2 separate regions of the Sus scrofa genome follow, and region 1 is linked to region 2. A link is a contact called in public Hi-C data. All regions are on one chromosome and are shown on one strand. Each heading gives the region's core, a stretch centred on a gene start, on an enhancer-like site or on the middle of the called end of the contact. The rest is flanking DNA. Distances are from core to core; before and after follow the strand shown. Region 1 overlaps LOC110255850 (a long non-coding RNA gene). Region 2 has its middle 15 kb from the start of UBAC2.

Region 1 (3,654 bases), core at 762-3,261, 240 kb before region 2:
AAGTTGTCTGAGGATTGACTTTTGTCCTTCCTGTTGGAGGAGGGAGGAGGGACACTTTTATACATTTATGTCCAGCTTTTCGGCAAACAGTGGGAAGGCAGAGAACTCTTCTTATAACTATTTCTTCTCAATTGCCTTCGGCTCAAAATAATTCTTATGCCAAAGTGGCATATTTTGGGGTAGAATATACTCCTACCCTTCCATAGCTAAAAACCATTAAATATCGGAAAGATCTGTGCTATGCTGGGGGCATGACAGATATTACACGCCCTTGTAATGCAATAGATCGAAACCAATTCTGTGTCCTATTATCACACCCTAAGCGATGTCAGGGCTTCCGAAAAAGAGAAAAAAGTGCATAGTGGTCCTTACATAAATATTGGAGATTTTGCCGCAGAGAACCGGGGTGTGGTCTAACACACGACACTGAGGACAGTAAATCTGCTTTACTTAGAATCAAGTCCTTAACATTTTCTACTCCTTAAAAGACAAGGGAAAGTAAAAAGTACAAGATCCTTGAATTGGGAGCTGGTGATCCCACATTTATCACAACATACACTGAATGTATACATTACTCCATATAATTCTAAGTACTGTTACATTTCTAAAACTACCTTGAAAGATTTCAAACATACAGCAAAGCTGAAAGACCTTTACAGTAAACACCTATATACCCACCACCTAGATTCTACTATTCCCATTTTAGTATATTTTATCAGTATCTGCCCCTTTATCCTCCCTCCACCCATCCATTAGCCATCTTTTCTTTAAGTGAGAATTGTAATGATTTTCATTTTTTAAAATTTATTTTTATTTATTTAGTTTGCTTTTTAAGGGCTGTACCCTCAGGATATGGAGGTTCCCAGGCTAGGGGTCAAATCGGAGCTACAGCTGCCAGCCTGCTCCACAGCAATGCAGAATCTGAGCCACATCTATGACCTACACTGTAGCTCACGGCAAAGCCAGATCCTTAACCCACTAAGCGAGGCCAGGGATCAAACCTGCAACCTCATGGTTCCTAGTTGGATTCATTTCTGCTGCGCCACGACGGGAACTCCAAGCCATCCTTTTCTTTAAAAAACAAATTGCAAACATCAGTACACTTCCCCTTAAATATTTAATTAGAGTTTATTAGGTTTAGCTTTTTTTCTTCTAGTGTAAAATTGACTTTCAGTGAAATGCACCTCTTAAGTGTGCATTCACTGTGTTGAAAATGTACATTTACCTCTGAGAGCCTCGATTCATCAGCAGCAGTGGGGCATAGTTTGAGATGCTACCTGCCTGCCTGACTTTTATGTAGGCTAGATGTCAGGACCACGACTCACCTTCAGATCCTGCATATACAGCTGGATCCTCTTTTTACTTAAAATGCTTATATTTTGTTCATTATGGGTTGTTTGCATTGATTTTGGTTCCCTAAAATTGTATGGAAGTATTATTCGCCTAAATGGTGGAATTTTTTACACCCTGGTGCCCCTTAAATTTTGCGTTAAGAGCAAATGCCTTATCCCCACACTCTACTTCCTTCTCGGGGAATTAGGAAGCCCAAGGGGAACGCCTATTTGGAGCAGAAAAAAAAAAGTCTGGAACAGTGGTTGAATGCACTTGCTATTCAATATACAAGCCAGGTGGCTTGATCAATAAACACCAGGGCTCCGCATCACTTCCCTTGTGTATTTAACTGCTAACTAACCCTGAGTGATAAACAAGGCACTACCCGGCAGCGACCGTCACAGACCAAATGCCCATCCATGGGCAACGCGCAGGAACCGCTTTAGGACTAACATTTCACCATCTCAGGCATGGAGGTGGGAGGGTCCCAAATCAGTTGGCGGGGCTCTCTGGTAAGTCCCAAGAATTGGAGAAGACGCAGGGGAAAGGATTTGTTCTGTATTAGGAGACTGATAGAACTAGAAACTGGGAGCTAGTGGTGCCGCTGTGCTGCGTGGAGAGCCTCACCTGAGGAGCCCGCTGGGCGTGAAATTGACTAGGAGCCGGCCTTGCTGGTCAATTTCCCTCCCAGCGGGCAGAGGGCGGCCGCTTCGCGTGGGGCCGATCCGGCGAGCAGCCCACCTGCCCCAGCTGCAGCCAGACGCGGAAGACGAGCTCTGGGGGCCAGTGGGGCTGTGCGCTCGCTGCTGGGGCTTGCTTTGTTGCAAGGCATTGATTCTTAGCAAACAGCTTTGTTTGCCCCTGGAGCCCGTAGCTTTGTTCCAGGACCCGGGACCTTGATTTTTAGTGATTTCACAATCTGGGTCCCAGCAGGGTAATTTCTGTATGATCTAATTCTAGGAAGTAGGAAATGAAAAACGGAGCCCATTACTGCTACACACACTTTCAGCGATAGGGAAAAAAAACCAAGTGTATTCTAATGGAAAGCTATGCCTTGTCGTCTATAACATACCTTTCTGTCTTATCTGATTCTGATTGTTTTCCCTTCTGATTCTGATTCTGAGCTATTTTACAATGCAAAGAGCTGCAGATAACTGGTAAACATGTAAATCCCCATTCTGTCTGGAGAGGCCCAGCTGATTCCCTTCTCCAACTGGTGGGAAAACAACCAAACAGGGTTGCTTCCTTTATAATTCATTTCAACATTTCTTTTACTCCATATCATGTGCGGTTCTTGACTTCTTTATTGAAACACTCCCTGATTGAATGAGGGGCCAAATAATATCTTTAACATTTGTCCTTTTTTTTTTTTTTTTTTTTTTTGCTTTTTAGGGCCACGTCTGTGGCATATGGAGGTTCCCAGGCTAGGAGTCCAGTTGGAGCTACAGCTGCTGGACTATGCCACAGCCATGCCAGATCCAAGCCTCGTCTGCCACCTACACCACAGCTCAGGGAAACAGTGGATCCTTAACCGATTGAGCAAGGCCAGGGATCGAACCCACAGCCTCATGGTTCCTAGTCGGATTTGCTTCCACTGTGCCATTACCGGAACTCCAACATGTATCTGTTTTTATACTTGAATGAGAGTCATGGGTTTATCTTTCCCTGAAATTTAGCTTTTAACACCCCCTACTTTCTAAGACTCTCCAGGACCATGAGGTAACACTCAAAGTTGATCTGTGCGGCTCTTCCAAGGGGAATGCATGTGTTTTCGAAAAGCTGGAAGGGATGGGGGCTCTCACTGAATGTGTTTTCAAACAAAATTGAAAACATATAACCTCATGAGACAGTTGTTGCTATTCCGTTTTATGGAGAAGACATCTCATGTTCAGAGATAATTTCAGAGATAAATAGTATTCACAGGTAAGTATTATTGGAGATAAATATTACTCAGAAATAATGCTCAAAGATAAGTAATTTGACAAATACCACTTAAGATTTGCAGTTAAGATTTGAAGTCATATCCATCTAAACCCCAAATTATGCCACAGTGTTGCCATAACAGTGTGAGAAGGTGGCCCTGCCTATGTAGAGTTTTTAGGTTTGGGGACTATTCCTCCATGTCCTGGGCCATGGGATGTGGGTTTGACATGCTGAGAAGACAGTTAATTTGTTAATCAGAGGCTTTAACAATGTTAAAAGAAGAAAAAGGTGGGCTTACCTGTAAATTGCATTTCCTTCATTCTCTGATCCTGTTCCACCAGAGAAACCAGGCAGAAAGCTGTCTGTGGTTTGCCATCTGTGAAGGGCCATGAAATAGAG
Region 2 (3,923 bases), core at 455-2,954:
TGTGTTATATTTCTCTACTGTCAACACACACACACACACACACACACACACACACTCGCCTTTTCTTGCTGTCCTCTTTGAAAGGAAGCCACTGTGTGCTGCCCACACTTGGGGGGAGTTAGGCTCCACCTCTCTGAGTCCGAGTATCCATGTAAACTTGGTGGAATTCTTCGGCACAGATCTGTCTCTTCTCTGTTTATTTGTTCAACCGTTTATTTATACCAGTATGGACTCACGGATATTTATTTTGTATCTGGAGTTATAACCCAATACTACTTTGTTGACAATCTGCTCCAATTGTCCCAGCTTTGAGCCCTGGGAGCTCTTTCAGTTGGCTCCTGTGTCCCTTGGACCACCCCGCCCCCACCCCCTGCCGCCCCCACTTGGGTTTTGGGTCAGCGTTTTTAACAAAATTCCCCAAGGGGTTCTGGCGCGGGTGGTTCAGGAGCCGCCCTGGGAGAAACATGGCTAGGGTGTGCCAGGAGCTCTCACTGCAAAGTCCCACCCACCCCCAATCCCTCCGTGGATCTTACCATCCAGCAGACACACTGGCTGTCATCCCATCTCCTTCTCTTACCAAACCTGCTCACCCCCGCACAGCAAGGGAAAACGCTGAGATTGGCAGCAAGGAGAGGGCTTCTTTGCAAGGCAGCCAAGTTAGGATACAAATCTTAAATCCACCTGCCTAAAGGGAAGGGGCTCAAGGCATTTATGGGATAATGAATAAAGAAGCAGTGCAGTCTGAGGGGTGGGGAGCGTGGGGCAAGATAGTTGCACAAAGGTGTGGAAATTGTGGTTCTATGCAGGCGTTAACTAGGCTACAGTCCTCTGCATTGAAAAGGTCACCCAGCGGGCACTCACGCATGCCCAGTTGGAGGGTCCGAGGGCCTATCCAGTCTTAGCAAGCTCAGCTCGAGAACTAGACACAGCTGACTCCAAGTTTCTGGAAAACAATTCTGGCAAATATCTTATTGTTTAGGCTAGGGACTGCTTGGAGCACATGCAAGTCTTAAAACAACCTTGATTAGTGAAGGCAGGTGAGATGAACTTGACTCATGACCCAGGGTTTCACGCCCTGCCAGCTCTGCGTTGGATGCTGGGAATGCAGTGCTTGCCTGGAAATTCACACTTGGGGGTGGACGTGCCATGGGGGAAAACGGATGTGGTTAAAGGGGCAGAGAAGAGAAGCACCTACCACTGCTTTGACCTGTGCTTACTCGGCTCCCTGGAGACTCTAGAAAAGAGCAAGCTAAGGATTGGGAGTGGAGATAGGGACAGAGCAGGAGCCCAGAGGGTGGGGAGGGGATGGGGTCAAAAGCACCCATGGAAAATTTGCAATTAATTAGGAAGAAAATGCTTTATCCTTTGAGACTGAAGATAAGCAAATTGGATATAGACATGTTTATAGATAGGGTGGGGGGCACATTTGAGGTCACCTATAACAGATGTAATTTTCTGGATGACGCAAGAGGCCAGGTCATCCTTATTTAGCGTGAAGGGTTTGGGTTCAAACACGGGGCCTGGGAGGGCATTGACGATTCGAAATAGTGGTTGGAGGTGCGTCAGTTTGACTGTAGTCAAGAGACAAAACCCACAGCAATAATTTGAAAAGAGAGAACAAAATACAAAGAATGTTTACTGTGTGAAAGTTAAGAGAACACCGAGATACCCCAGAGGAGGCAGCTACCGCCTCTGGGGCCTTCACTGATGGGTGGAATTACTAAAATCTTAATCTTAAGAGGAGTGGCCCCACTGAGGAGGGGCTGCTGGCTGGCTGGCCGTGGTCGGGGAGCAATGAAACTGTCTCTTTAAGTGTTGGAACAACTGGAAACAGGATGCAGCTGCTGCTTCAGGAAAGCACAGCCCGTGCCCCCCCCCCCCCGCCCCCAGTGGAGTGAAGACGCAATGCTGGGGGTGTTGCTCCAAAGAACCACAGCAGGAAGGAGGTCGGGGGCCCTCCTTCTTCCCCCCGGCTTGGCTCACAGCCTCACTGTACCCTGCACTGGTTGAGCCCCACCGTGCGGTTTGCAAAGTTTCAGCCCAGCATCAGGAAGCTAAGTAGAGAAGCATGGGTTTGGAGCCAGAGGCAATGACCGCCATGGGGAAGCCACCTCTCAACGGTATGAGTGACTTTTAGGGCCTGTGCATACTTGTGAGTCTGTATACTGGCTGAATTTCTTTCCTCCCTTGTCTGAGAATCATTTCTGTGGCCCTTTGCTGCATCAGAGCTTTCTTCTTGCCCCAGGGCTCAGCCACTGGTTCCCTTGGTTGGTTTTCCTCTCCCAGAAGGTTCCTGATGGACTATGGAGTTCAAAGAGAACTAAGGGTTACAAGTATCCATGGATGGATAAATGGATAAGCCAAATGTCATAGACACATATAGTGGAATTCAGCCTTAAAAGGGAAGAAATTTCTTTTTTAACGTAAATATTGATTTTTATTTTTTTCCATTATAGCTTGTTTACAGTGTTCTGTCAATTTTCTACTGTACAGCAAGGTGACCCAGTTACACATACATGTATACCTTTTTCCTCACATTATCATGCTCCATCATAAGTGACTAGATACAGTTCCCAGGCTATACAGCAGGCTCTCATTGCTTATCCATTCCAAAGGCAATAGTTTGCATCTATTAACCCCAAGTTCCCAGTCCATCCCAATCCCTCCCCCTTGGTAACCACAAGTCTTTTCTCCATGTCCATGAGTTTGTTTCTTTTCTGTAGATAGGTTCACTTGTGCCATATGTTAGATTCCAGATATAAGTGATATCATACGGTATTTGTCTTTCTCTTTCTGCCTTAACTTCACTTAGTATGAGAGTCTCTAGTTCCATCAATGTTGCTGCAAATGGCATTATTTTGTTCTTTTTTATGGCTGAATAATATTCCATTGTGTGTATATACCACATCTTCCTAATCTAATTATCTGTCGATGGACATTTGGGTTTTTTCCATGTCTTGTGAATAGAGCTGCAATAAACATGAGGGTACATGTGTCTTTTTCAAGGAAAGTTTTGTCCAGATATATGCCCAAGAGTGGGATTGCTGGGTCATATGGTTGTTCTATGCATCGTTTTCTGAGGAACCTCCATACTGTTTTCCATAGTGGTTGCACCAATTTACATTCCCACCAACAGTGCAGGAGGGTTCCCTTTTCTCCACACCCTCTCCAGCATTTGATATTTGTAGACTTATTAATGATGGCCATTCTGACTGGTGTGGTGGTACTTCATAGTAGTTTTGATTTGCATTTTTTCTAATAATCAGTGATGTTGAGCATTTTTTCATGTGCTTGTTGACCATCAGTATATCTTCCTTGGAGAAATGTCTATTCAGGTCTTTTGCCCATTTTTCCATTGTGTTGTTTGCTTTTTTGCTGTTGAGTTGTATAAATTGTTTGTGTACTTTAGAGATTAAACCCTTGTCGGCTGCATTGTTTGAAACTATTTTCTCCCATTCTGTAAGTTGTCTTTTTGGTTTTTTTTATGGTTTTCTTTGCTGTGCAAAAGCTTGTCAGTTTGATTAGGTCCCCATTGGTTATCTTTGCTTTTATTTCTGTCACTTTGGGAGACTGACCTGAGAAAACATTTGTAAGGTTGATATCAGAGGATGTTTTGCCTATGTTCTCTTCTGGGAATTTGATGGTTTCTTGTCTTATGTTTAAGTCTTTAAGCCATTTTGAGTTCCTTTTTGTGCATGGTGTGAGGGTGTGTTCTAGTTTCATTGATTTGCCTGCAGCTGTCCGGGTTTCCCAGCAACATTTGCTGAAAAGACTGTCTTTTGGCCGTTTTATATTCTTGCCTCCTTTGTCGAAGATTAATTGACCATAGGTGTCTGGGTTTATTTCTGGGTTGTCAATTCTGTTCCATTGGTCTGTATGTTTGTTTTGGTACCAGAATCACACTGTCTTGATGACTGTGGCTT

The links. Hi-C and Micro-C count contacts between places; a contact is called where the count stands out from the background.
Region 1: a contact with region 2 is called in a Hi-C map of liver, with 4 times the contacts expected there. The contact joins two enhancer-like sites. A contact is called at or near these places in 1 of 5 promoter capture datasets (liver), 21 of 47 Hi-C or Micro-C datasets (alveolar macrophages, blood, brain and 13 more) and 2 of 2 datasets of contacts at active chromatin or transcription factors (alveolar macrophages and skeletal muscle).

Annotation. Positions count from the first base shown.
Region 1 is chr11:68,370,583-68,374,236 of Sscrofa11.1, reverse strand. It overlaps LOC110255850 (a long non-coding RNA gene), which reads right to left. Exons shown (of 3, transcript XR_002336735.1): 2 at 3,554-3,631. Among named protein-coding and RNA genes, the nearest start is that of TM9SF2, 35 kb to the left of the region's middle. Within about 2 kb of position 2,011, at least 11 of the 83 cell types and tissues checked have an H3K27ac peak or open chromatin away from gene starts, as enhancers often do. A contact at or near this core is called in liver, where this site is marked.
Region 2 is chr11:68,128,327-68,132,249 of Sscrofa11.1, reverse strand. No RefSeq gene overlaps it. Among named protein-coding and RNA genes, the nearest start is that of UBAC2, 15 kb to the left of the region's middle. Within about 2 kb of position 1,704, at least 20 of the 83 cell types and tissues checked have an H3K27ac peak or open chromatin away from gene starts, as enhancers often do. A contact at or near this core is called in liver, where this site is marked.